Regions from separate parts of the Mus musculus genome. Here region 2 is linked to region 1. The links are chromatin contacts, called in public ChIA-PET maps. All regions are on one chromosome and are shown on one strand. The core of a region is the stretch at or near the end of the contact, and the rest is flanking DNA. Distances in the headings are between cores, read along the strand shown. Region 1 has its middle 13 kb from the start of Gm30187. Region 2 holds the start of Wdr4 (WD repeat domain 4).

Region 1 (6,495 bases), core at 3,805-6,304:
GACAGCAGGACAAGCTGGAAGTGCGTGTAACCTTCTGACACTGCCCAACCCACCACCACTATCAGAACTAGCTGCAAAGAGAGCCTTCTGTGGGGCCCTAGGACACCAGACAAAGCCCTTAGATATATCTACCGAGGGGTAGTCTTGGTTAATACTGGACACTCACCACACAAAAGCCTGCAAATGGGCCATTTGCCCCTCAAGACCAGGTGTCTGGCGATCCGGGCCTGTCCACACAGACACGAGCAGTAAATATACACTCTGCATATGCATCCAAGCACACAGCTTAAACACACACACAGCACATGCGTAAGACACACACTCATTAAACACAGCATATGCACAGGGATATATACATCATCCATATACATGCTGCGCATGCACGGGACGCACACAGGATAAACAAGCACACGGCACACACATGCGGATACACACACCATTTGGAGTCCACTTCCCAAGCTATGACCCTTCCTCTTCCTTCTTCATCTCCACCCACCTATGCCCCCCAACTCATATTGTATTGGGCACTTGTCACCTTTTACAGTCTCTTTATGTGTACATGTGTGAGTGTGTGTGTGTGCACATGCATACATGTGTGCATGCATGCATGTATGTTTGTATGCATGTGCATGCATATACACACATGTGTGCTATATGTGCATGTATGCACATATGCATATGCATGTGTGCATACATATATGCATGTCCATATGCATGTACATGTGGGTGTGCATGTGTATGCTTAGCTGGAGCTAAGAAATTAGTGGTGATTAAGAAGAGACCAGCGGGGGCTGGTGAGATGGCTCACGGTTAAGAGCGCCAATTGCTCTTCCAAAGGTCCTGAGTTCAAATCCCAGCAACCACATGGTGGCTCACAACCATCTGAAATGAGATCTGATGCCCTCTTCTGGAATGTCTGAAGACAGCTACAGTGTACTTACAAATAATAAATGAATAAATGAATATTAAATAAAAGAGAAAGATTGTTATCTCACTCTTTAAAAAAAAAAAAGAAGAGACCAGCATCGTTGAGGTGACATCTTCTGGGAAGGGCTTTCTGAGAGCACAAAGAGGCTGTGTTCCAGAGATAGCCAAGGTAGTACCTCGTGCAGCAGCAGTACTTGGTAATGTGTAAGAGTCACCCAGGTGGTACTGGTTTTGAAGGCATAAAGGGGTCATGCAGAGCAGCTGAGGCTCGGCACTGTGATAGGCCATGGAAGGCCATTGGTGAAGGTGCAGCCTCATTTGCAATTGATGGCCCAGGACAGAAGGGGTCATGTAAAGGAGTTGAGGCTTGGCACCATGAAAAGAGCCTATTAGAGGCTGTTGGTGAAGCCTAGTTACAGTGGAAGACAGCAGTGTTTTGGAGATGCCAGCACCATGAGATGACCACCAAGAACAGCAGCAGCAATGGAGTACAGGCAGCTGGAGCCTAGAAGACAACGTGTGTGCTACAAAGGGCAAGGCTGGAGAAGTGACCGAAGCCTTTGGAGGAGCCCAGAAGATCATGAGTTGGATCCCAGACATTGGACAGTTGGAGTTTGATGTTGCTTTTCATTGTGACTGTGCCCTGATGCTTTTCCTTCTTGAAGGAAGTATTTTAGTGGAATTCACAGTTAAGAGACTTTAAATTGTAAAGACTTTGGATTTTAAGAAAGATTGAAATTTTAAGAATTTGCAAATTCTGTGGGACTTTTAAAGTTATTTAGATCATGGGGATGAATAAGAAACTAAGGGTTGAGGCTTACTAGTGATGTGTTTGTGTGTCAAGATGACAAGGGGTCAATTGTACTGGCTAGTTTTGTGTCAACTTGACACAGCTGGAGTTATCACAGAGAAAGGAGCTTCAGTTGGGGAGATGCCTCTACAAGATCCAGCTGTAAGGCATTTTCTCAATTAGTGATCAAGGGGGGAGGTCCCCTTGTGGGTGGTAACATCTCTGGGCTGGTAGTCTTGGTTCTATAAGAGAGCAGGCTGAGCAAGCCAGGGGAAGCAAGCCAGTAAAGAACATCCCTCCATGGGCTCTGCATCAGCTCCTGCTTCCTGACCTGCTTGAGTTCCAGTCCTGACTTCCTTTGGTGATGAACAGCAATGTGGAAGTGTAAGCTGAATAAACCCTTTCCTCCCCAAGTGCTTCTTGGTCATGATGTTTGTGCAGGAATAGAAACCCTGACTAAGACAGTAGGGATGGCAATGATAGTAATGACAGGTGAGGAGACGTTGTTGATGGTGATGTGGGACACTGATGGTGATGGTAACAGTCATGGTGTTTGTGATGACGATGGTGAGGATGGTGGTGATGATGGTGGTGGTGGTGATAGTGCAGATGGTAATGATGGTGATGATGGCAAGCTGTTGGCCATGATGCTGATCTGATGGTGATGGAATTGGCAATGGTGACAGAGATAGTAACAATAGAGTGGATGATGATGATGCCCCAGCCTACGTGTGCTGACTATTTTGTATCTTTGCTGCTCACGACAGCAATCTTATTAGCTAGGAATCATTAGTCTCTACCTTGTAGGAGGAGGCAGAGACAGAGATCTCTGACCCTGTCAGGCTCCCCTAGCTTCCAAAGTCCCAAAGCTCACTCCCAGGAACCGACCTTTGAACCAGTCCTGGAGATGTTTTGATGGGAGAAGACAAAAGGCAGGAAATGGAAGGGGAATCCAGAGCGAAGCTGCCAGGAGCCTGCCTGCTTTAAGAACACACTCTGTGGGCTGGTGAGATGGCTCAGTGGGTAAGAGCACCCGACTGTTCTTCCGAAGGTCCGAAGTTCAAATCCCAGCAACCACATGGTGGCTCACAACCATCCGTAATGAGATCTGACTCCCTCTTCTGGAGTGTCTGAAGACAACTACAGTGTACTTACATATAATAAAAATAAATAAATTTTTTTAAAAAAAAAGAACACACTCTGTATCCCTCTGAGGCACATGGGTACTCTGTACCCAGCAGGTGCTAAGGAGGCAGAGATGAGCTTGCCTGAGGATAGGCAGGGAGCCACAGCCCCCTTCCTGAGCAACCACCACACTGGCCATGGTGAGGTTGGTGGGGCCACTCCTTGGCTTTGGGCCATCGAAAACTCAAAGGGCAAACAGAACACAAGCTCAGGGGAGCTCAGTGACACCTCCTGGGTGGTCATGGGGTTGGGGATCCCTACAGGGTAGGGGTAGAAACAGTACAGAAACAGATGCCTCTAGTCCCAGCATTTGGGACACAGAGGCAGGGGGCTCTCTCTGAGTTCAAGAGTTCAAGGGCAGGCAGAACTATGTAGTAGAGAGATTTTTGTCAAAAAAAAAAAGAAAGAAAGAAAGTAAGTAAGAAAGGAAAAGAAAAAACCAAACAAACAAAAGTACAGGAGGGTCCCAGAAAAATGTGGCCACAGCCTTACAGGCATACAGGGGCACCCCAAAATTCTGGTAATTCCTATATAGCAAGCTTCTCAAAGCATCCCTCTGCTGAACCAAGTACAGTAGCACTTGCCTTCCAGGGTTGTGGCTAATATGAAATGCGGCTACACTTTCATGCAGATAGTACAGACTGAGGGGAGAGCTCTACGCCCACCTTCCCTCCTCCTCTCTTCCCTCCCAGCAGACCCAGGAGCCATGAAATCCAGGCTCTAGCATCTCTGTCCAGAGCTGTGAAGGCCAGTGCCACTGTGGCAAAACAGATGCACCTCTACCCTCAGAGAGTGCACGCAACCCAGCACAGGCACACACACACACACACACACACACACACACACACACACACACACACACACTGTAGATGCTCAGGATCCCAGTCACAGGTAGACACAAAGGAGGTCAACCTGCTTTAAGATCTGTGACAACCCTGAGCAGCAGTGCAGTACCTGGCAAGTCGGGCTCAGGTCACCATATAGATGACTCCCGTTTCTCTGTGAAGAGCACACCCCCACGCCATCTTCTCCCCACCCCCGACTTTTATCCACAGCCTGCAGCATGTGTAGTAGGTGTGTGCAGTGGGTATGTACATGTACCTGCCTGTGTCGACTGAATCAACTCAGTCCTGAAGTGGAGATGGGGCACAGTAGGGCACCTGTGGGGATGGGGTCCCACCCACAGCGCTGTCATGGGCCTTGGATTGAGGGCATCTACCCTTCCAGGGACGTGGGATCCAAGAACAAGTTCAAGTCAGCAAAGGAAAGACATAGAAGTTACATCAGCCTCTTACTAGTGGGTACCTAGAACTTCCCACTGCCTTTTTGTCCCTCTTCCCCCTCCCCCATCCTTGCTCTCTTGGTTGTTATTAGCCGGCTGAGTTCCATCTGCCCCGCCCCCCTTTACAGCCCTGAAACTGAGAATTGGAATCCCCAAGTAATAAGATGGAGAAACTGAAGCCCAGAGCAGTGGGCAACTTGGCCTTGTGCCAGCAAGAGGGAGGTGGGACTGAATGAGGTCACTGCTCCTCAAACCGGAGTTATTCTTATCTTCTTGGTGTCGCGGTGACATTCAAGGCACGCGTTTGAGTCACAGCGTGGGCATCAAAGAGCTTTTAGTGGTGGTGGAGAGGGCCCCTTTCCAGGGTAGGGTCGTGACCTTACCTAAGAGGGGTGACCAAGCAGGACGATTCACCGCTTACCTCACCCCATCCTACTCCGTCATCCTCCCGCCCCTGCATGTACCCCACCCCCACTCTTCCCTCCCAGCAGGCCAGTGTCCCACCTTTGTGCGTCAACCCCAGCACAGCTGAGGCACCTTGGATGATAAGCCTTGAGGGAGGAGGGGAACCAGCCGCCACTGTAGGTCCGGAACTGGGTAGAAGGCGCCCCCTGTCGGCCATGTGAAATCCAGCCGCAGCCTCCGTGTTATCCAGCTAGTTTCCAGCCCTCAGGACTACAGATTTCCCAATCTCTTCTGTTGGAAGGATGGGTAGAAAAATGAAGTTTGTTCCCTCCACACCCTATTCCTGAGCGGGTTTGTTCCCTCCACACCCTATTCCTGAGCGGGTTATCCTGGTTGCTACCTAAGCCTCGTGTCCTGGACTGTCTGAGAGTAAGATACTCATCTTCAAGCCCTGGTATCAACAGGTAGTTCTATTGGTAGGAGCCAACAGCGTCATGGGATAACAGCTTCCTGTTGTGTGCTCTTTTAGAAGGTTGCTGGCTGTTCATCCAGAGCCCACAGCCTAACCCTAACCCTAACCCTAACCCTAACCCTAACCCTAACCCTAACCCCTGGGATTCCACGCACTCCAGCATAGCATCCTGGCTGAGCTAGCTGTTGTGAATCTAAGCTCCAGCTAGACACTCTGCCCAGTGGGTGCCCTCTCTGCCCAGCTGATTAACCCCTGCTCAGCCAGGCCAGGCTATAATAAAAGCATCCACCGCCTGGCTACTGAGGCTCTTCCTAAGGCTTCTAGCCTACCTCATAGGCAGACTGGAAGCCCTGTCACCTGCTCCAGAAATAGGGCAAAGTGCCCTGTGTCCTGGAAGGGCATCTGCAAGAATATTAATACAAAGAAAAGAGCATTTGTGTTGAAGTGCTGAGATCTGGTCTCCCTCTTGTTTCTGTCACTTGGATATTTTTAAAGATTTATATTTATGTATATCATGTTGTATGAGCATTCTGTCTTCATGCATACCAGGAAAGGGCATCAGATTCCATTAGAGATGGTTGTGAGTCACCATGAGGTTGCTAGGATTTGAACTCAGAACCTTTGGAAGAGCAGTCAGTGCTCTTACCCGCTGAGCCATCTCTCCAGCCCCTCTATTGCTCTTAGATGCAAAGTCAATGCTGTCTCTGAAGTGAAATGCGCACTGTGCTTCTGCCAAGCTTCCTCCCACACCTAAGGTCTTCCTACTGCCAGTGACCTTGTGATCTGCTCAAGGTCACCACCTTTAAGGACATGACCCCAGGTCCATGCTTGCTGATGGGGAGGGGGGGATCCTGGAGACATGATGACTTCAGGAAAAAGAGCAGCTTCTCCTGGACAGTAACCACCCAGGGTAGTCGGTTCCGGCCCTGGGCACCATCATTCTAAGCCCTTCCTGTGGCCCTCAATGTCCTCATCTGCAAAATGGAGCAAAAGTGCCCATTCCCAGTCAGAGTTCCATTCTCAGCAGGCATCAGAGCCGCCCATCGACACCGTGCATCCTCTTGCAGTTTGGGGAGCCTTCCTGACTTCGGAGGCTAGTGTCACTAATACCAGCTGGCTTCAAGGGCCACTGTGGCAGGTCACTGAGAAGACCTGCCGTGAGTGAGATCACCTTGGGTACCCTTTGTAAAAACCAGCCAGCAAACTCCTGTCACTGGCCCCAATTTTGCCAAATTATCACACACCTGATTCCTGAGCCACACAGGAGGTTGGAGATCTAGTTCTCCCCCATGAAGGTTTTGGGGAGGACATGTCCTAAATCGGGCCCTCTAAGAATAAGGAGCAAACCTACCAGCCTCCAGGCTACAGTCAAATGGAGGCGGGGAGACCCCCATCTGCAGCCTCAGTGAGCCTAATGATCATCTAGAGCCAAAA
Region 2 (6,493 bases), core at 690-3,189, 180 kb after region 1:
GTGTGTGTGTGAATTTGTGCATGTGAATTCATGGTCATGGAGGCCAGAAGAGGGCATCAGATGCTCCGTAAGAGGAATTAGAGGAATCTGGGAAACTGTGAGCTTCCTGATGTGGGTTCAGGCGTTCTGGAAGAGCAGCACACACTCTGGACTGCTGAGCCATCTCTCTGGAGCCTTTCTCTCTTTCTTTCTTCTTCTTTCTTCTCTTCCTCCTCTTCTTCCTTCTTCTTTCTTCCTTCTTCCTCCCTCCCTCCTCTTCCTCTTCCTCCTCCTTTCTTCTTGAGACAGGGTCTCACTATGTAGCCTTGATTAGCCTGGAATTTGATATGTAAACCAGGCTGGCCTTAAACTTGGAGCCACCCAGCCTTGCTCTTTTATTTTTAATATTTTTTATTGAGAATGCCACACATACATATTTATTTTTGATAAAGTTCACCCTTCATTACTTCCCTGTCCTTGCCACCACTACTCCTTCCCGATGGTGCACTTATGTATGTGCACGTTTATGTATGCGTGTGTGTGTGTGTGTGTGTGTGTGTGTAACTCACTGAATCCATTTAGGGCTGCCAGCATATGCAAGATCATGGGTCACGTGGCTTCTCAGAAGTTGTATCCTTGAAGAAAGCTGACTTTCCCTCTCCCAGGAGCTATCAGCTGCCAGGGACTTCTCAGTTATATTTAAATGAGAGCCCATCTTTTATTTTATTTTATTTTTTGTGGGGAGGGGGTAGTTAAAGCACCACCAACTGATGCAAGGCAAACCGGGGTAGTTGTGGGTAGTTTAACACGAAGAAAGGCTTCTGGGTTCTGGATTTCCTAAGGACAGGAAGTAAGGGGTGAAAATCCATTCAAAGGGCGCATTCTTCAAAGTAATCTAGAGGGTTCTGGAAAAGGAGAGGCACCTAAGAGGGCAGATCTCAGGCCCAGTTAAGGTGTAACCTGCTTATGAGTACTAAGAAGTCTGCCCAGTGGGCTTCAGCCGTGTGACAGCCTGATGCCATCATCACATTAGCGTTTGTCTCGCGTGAGCTATTGCATACCTGGGCATGGGCCTGCCTGTCCTCAGTGTCAGCACTGTATAAGAGGGCATGGTGACAGAGGAGCTCAGTGGTGCCTTAGTATTAGGTTATTGCTTTATAGTCCTGCGAAGGGGTTCCATTTCTCATTGCTATGGCGTTGGATAAGCTCAAGACCTGACTTCTCTGATACGATTTTGTTTCACCCATGATTTAACTTAATTGCATCTGTAGGTGGTGATTTCATTTGCACGAGAGATTTTTTTTACTGTTTGTTTGTTTGTTTATAGACAGGGTTTCTTTGTCTAGCCCTGGCTATCCTGGAACTTGTTAGACCAGGCTGGCCACAAACTCAAGAGATCTGCCTGCTTCTGCCTCCCAAGTGCTGGGATTAAAGACGAGTGCTACCACCTCCCAGCTTGTACAAGTAAAATGAAGAGTCGTTCTGACTCAGTTTCAGGTAAAAATGGAGCCAATTGCTGCTTTATAAGTTAGACTCACTCAGAGAACTGCACAACCTTAAGATAGCAGTTGTACACAGCATAGTAAGTGTGACTTTGAAACAGGACACTGATCAGATCAAAGAGTTTACTTTCACTAGGGTGTGTTGGGTGGGTGGGGCAAATAAACCATCTTTTTAGGAGCTGCCTTGGAGGTTCACATCCAACCTATAAGAGACCACAATATTCTGGACGTCGTGAGTCACTGGGATGGATGGAACGAGTCTTTTGGTGATCTGGGCAGGCACACCGTTAGACTCGTTTGACAGCTGGGGGTCCAAGAGGTGTTTGTCTTAAATGAGCACATTTCCAGTGACTCGTACGCATTCATGGCTACATATTGGGCCTGGCCATCCAATTCTGATGCCACACAGCAGTTTTTTGTTGTTATTTTTTTTAAACCGGCACACAATGAGTACCAGACCCCGTCCAAGAGAAGCCACCTAACCTGACAGGCAGAAAAGTCAATCACCAAAGGCAGGTGGAGGGATCTACAGCATCAGCACCTCCGGGCACCGAAATCAAATGAGACTACGCCCTGCGCGCATGCTCCTGGACGGCACGCCGTTCGCGCGGCGCCGAGTGACATCACTGACAAGCGCCAACAGGAAGGGCGCAGCGCGTCGCACGTGTCCGGAGGCGGCGGGCGGGCCCATGGCGAGCTCTGCGGGGCTGGCACTGTGCGCCCAGACGCTGGTGGTGCGAGGAGGCAGCCGGTTCCTAGCCTTCTCCACTACGGGCAGGTAAGAGGCCCGGGCTGAGGGCAGCGGGGCCGGCGCGGCAGTGTTCTGTGTCCTCCCGGATTCCCTGTCCTCGGCGCCTCTTCACCACGGCGCAACGCCCCGTAACCTGCCCGGCGGGTCCCGGGCGCTCTCTCTGTTCAGAGTAGGGGTACTTCCGGACTCTGAGGCGCCTGCGCTGCGCTGGGAGGGCTAAGTCACGTGGGTGTCGCATTGCCCAGGCTTCTAGGGGGTCCTGGTGTTCAATTTTGGCCCGCTTGGCACCTCCCTGATGAGGGTCATATATTAGGGAACCCTAAAGGTTTTCTCACTGAGCACAAAACATGCTCTATCTTTGGTCTGCGTCTTGCAACCGGGCTCTAGTTGCTCTTAAGGGATTTTGGGTTCTTAACCCGACTCCTCCCAAAGGCAGGACGCACGCAGAACCTGAAGTGAGCATCTCCCTAAAGACCCTTCACACGACATAAAGTTTTGCTTTATGTTATTTCTGTCTTTATGTATACGTTGTGCTCGGTCAAAGGATTCTTTGAGCAAGTAGTTGATTACCACGAGCCTAGAGGATCAGTGGCAGTCCGTATCGGCTTCTTTTTTTCCCCTTCCCGTTTAGTTTTGGTACATGTGAAGATTAGGAACGTTCCTCAATTTGTGCCTTTTGGGGAATGCCATTGGCCAACAAAGTTTCAGACTTGGAAAATGACTCTTCTTTCTGCAGTTGAGTGTTTAACTGGAGAAGTCTTTGGTGCCTGCCACTTTATAGGTTGTCAGGGTACAGGGTCAGAGCAAAAGAAGGGAGCTTAAGTTCTGATTTGGAAAGTGTTTGATTCCCACATGAGTAAGAGCCTGGAGCTCACGGGGGCAGGTGAGACTTGTTTCTGAATTCTGTAAAGACAGCCTCAGCAGTTATAAATTTGGGAGGAAAGCCGAGTTGAAAAATAATACCAGAGGGCTTGAAGAACTGGCTGTTCTTCCAGAGGTCCCGAGTTCAATTCCCAGCAGCTACATGGCGATTTATAACCATGGATAATGAGATCTGGTGCCCTCTTCTGGTATGCAAGCATACATGCAGGCAGAACACACACACGCACATGCACACATATATAATAAATTAATTAAAAAATCAGAACTGGTGGGGTAATGGGGGATGGAGGTGGAGGTGGTAGGGGCAGCGGTACTGGACACCTTTGATCCTGGCACTCAGGCAGAGGCAGGTGGATATCCAAGTTCAAGGCTAGTCTGGTCTACAGAGCAAGTTCCAGGACAGCCTGTGCTATACAGAGAAACTACCACCATAACAAAAAAAAAACAGTATCAGAATATAATTTCCTTAGAATCAACAGGTTGGCGGCTGGAAGAATACTATATTGATTAAGAGTACCATGGCACACTGATTGATGTATACTACTAGGAGGTTAAGCAATGGCAGTTCTTGGCTCTTCTCTGTCATGGCTAAGACCCATAATGTAATGACGATGGAATGTTTTTGTTCCAAGAGAAAGATGTTCACTCCTGTCTCTTCCCTTTAGTGATGATGACTGTGTCTTCACATACGACTGCAGTACTGCAGAGAAGAAGGCCACGCCAGAAGATAAAGGGTGAGATGGCAGGGAAGCACTTGTGGTTTGAGCAGTGAGCCCGGGGAATAGCACACTCGCTGAAGTTCTAGGTCTGGTTACCTAGCTGTGAGGCTAGGCTTGGTTCCATTTCAGAGAGGAACATGGAAGGAACTTTAAATGGAGGCATTCAGAATATGTAGGACCTTCTCAAATACTTTTAGATTTTTTTTGTCTTGTTTTAATTTTAATTTCTTTAGTATTCATTTTTGTTGCTGGCCCTTTAAAGTAACAGTGACCATTTCAAATGAAGTGTATTGAGGGCAGGTGTGGGGAATTAACTAATTGAAAGGTACAGAGCAGCCTGTGACTGTTTTGTGTGGTGGCTTGGTCTTGGGACTCCGTTTGTTACTAATTTTATCGGTCCCTGCCTCTAGCCTTGGGTTAGTCCATGTCTGTGAGGGCTAGACCATGTGATGTCTGCGAGTCCTTCCAGCCTCTGCTGGATGTTAGCCTGTTGAGTTAGGTTTCATGCTTGGGAAATTAGAGCTGTTCTCTGAACATCCCTGGGTCCCCTGAGTCTGCCATCACACTCTGGCTGCATGAACTGACTGACCAACATCTTCCACTTCACCTGTGTTAGGATGGACAAGCCCGGCAACTCAGGCGAGGCCTAATTGTTTCCTTTTCTCTCCCTGCCCTTTCAGGGAGGACGGACAGCCCGCAGACACAGGGAGTGACTCGATTCTGGCGTCCACCTTCTCCAAGTCTGGCCGCTATTTTGCTTTAACAGATGACAGTAAGCGTCTGATTCTTTTCCGTACAAAACCATGGCAATGTCTGAGTGTCAGGTATGAAATGCTAACATTGAGTCATTAAGATGTCCTTGTACTTGCATGTCAGTAGCCATAGTGACAGTAACCGTTGTAATAAGCAGCTAACATGAAGTATCAGCTACGTGTGAGACTGACTGAAAACTAACAGCATGTGGGGGTGGGGGTGGGGGGTGGCATGGGCCCGTTCTCGCACCCGTTGGGTGGTGTGAGGGTTAAGCAGCCAGTTTTGGGCTGTTTAGCTAGGACAGCCTGTGCAGAGGCTGCAGTGCCAGCACTCAGTGACACTGTGCCACTGTGCCTTCCTGTTTTCCACGGGGCTGCAGCCTCATGCCCAGCAGGAGTGGGACTGTTAGTTAGCTCATGCTCCAAGTGTCATGTCCAAGACTGGGTAAGTGGAAGTGGGTGTTGTACGTGTGTAAGCTAGGTGATGAGGTTCATCCTTGTGTGTCTGAGGAGAAGATAAAGGACAGGCTAGGTGTTGCGTAACAGCAACTGGGCAGGAGCACAGCTGGCTATTCTGGTCCTCTCCTCCAGGAGTTCCATAAGCATTCTGCATCACTTATACAGTTTCTGAAGGCAATGTGCATGGAGGGAGATGGGCCCATGGTTACGGGGGAGGAAAATGTAGGTGGTGATGATGGTAAGGAGTAGGAGTCTGTGTCTCTGCCTTTTCTCGGTGCCGTCCTGTCCCTGTGAATGGAGGTGCGTTCACCTGTGGTGCTTAGTGCTGGGCAGATTACCAACAACCTAATACAGATGCTCTGGGTCTCCTGAATCTCTTTATTCTGTGGCACACTGAGCAGAGTCAGCCAGGGCCTCACTTACCCCTGTCCCCACCCCTACTGCTGATTTAACTGAGCTTGAGTTTATTCATCAGTTTTTCTGTTGCCCTTTCAAAATCCCTGACAGAAGCAACTCAAGGGAAGGAGGGTTTATTCTGGCTGGTCGCTCAGAGGATGTGCTTTTGGGGCAGGCATGGTCAGGATGCGTCAATTGGGAAGGAAAGGTGTGGTGGGCAGAGCTTACAGTGCTGATGGATCATCTGCAGGTCTGTTAGGGTCAGAAAGCAGGGCTGGACAGGGTCTACCAGCTAGGCCTTCTCTCTCTCTCTCTCTCTCTCTCTCTCTCTCTTTTTTTTTTTTTTTATTTTTGAGACAGGGTTTCTCTGTGTAGCCCTGGCCGTCCTGGAACTCACTCTGTAGACCAGGCTGGCCTTGAACTCAGAAATCCACCTGCCTCTGCCTCCCAAGTGCTGGGATTAAAGGCGTGCGCCACCAAGCTCGTCTAGGTTAGATCTCTTAAAGGTCCTGTAGCCTTCAGAACCACACCATTGCTGTGCATGAAGTGTTCAAGGACATAAGCCTGTGGGACATTACATACTCATCCAGTCAGGGTAGCCGTGGGCGTGACATTTGAACTACTGATGTTCAGGAACGTCAGCTGAGCTTTTTGGGTTTTTATAGTTCATCCTATTTTCTAAGAGATGAGTTTAAAAAACACTCTGGCTACTCGGTGGTGTCCTCAAGAGCACATATATCCATCTGCCCTCTGTCAGCCAGCTTAGAGAAAGGCCCGAACCATTGCCTGTCAGTGTGTATATTTTTGCGTCTTAGATGGTATTAAATGTGTACTGTTTAGAAACAGCACAGTAAGTTAACATAAGAACACGGATGCACCAGGCTTCCTCAGGCCCTCCCACAGACAGACAATTCACCAGCAAGACATCGTTGGCTTTATTTTTTGCATTTACTTATTTTTTGTGCACTGGTGTGTGTGTGTGTACACACATGTACCTACATATATATACCTATATGTGTGCTTGGGTTACTTCTCCTTCTGCCATTCGAGTCC

Evidence for each region. ChIA-PET counts read pairs in DNA pulled down with a chosen protein or histone mark.
Region 2: an RNA polymerase II ChIA-PET map of memory CD8 T cells shows a contact between it and region 1, with 6 read pairs. The contact joins the promoter of Wdr4 here to the enhancer-like site in region 1. A contact is called at or near these places in 5 of 39 promoter capture datasets (the 3T3-L1 cell line, the C10 cell line, hippocampal neurons and 2 more), 6 of 115 datasets of contacts at active chromatin or transcription factors (embryonic stem cells, memory CD8 T cells, microglia and 1 more) and 3 of 9 other capture datasets (adipose tissue, liver and pancreatic islet).

What each region holds. Positions count from the first base shown.
Region 1 is chr17:31,691,715-31,698,209 of GRCm38.p6, reverse strand. No RefSeq gene overlaps it. Among named protein-coding and RNA genes, the nearest start is that of Gm30187, 13 kb to the left of the region's middle. Within about 2 kb of position 5,054, at least 93 of the 459 cell types and tissues checked have an H3K27ac peak or open chromatin away from gene starts, as enhancers often do. A contact at or near this core is called in memory CD8 T cells, pancreatic islet and pro-B cells, where this site is marked.
Region 2 is chr17:31,507,933-31,514,425 of GRCm38.p6, reverse strand. It overlaps Wdr4 (WD repeat domain 4), which reads left to right and starts at 1,939. Exons shown (of 11, transcript NM_021322.2): 1 at 1,939-2,259; 2 at 3,780-3,848; 3 at 4,514-4,657. The coding sequence starts at 2,042.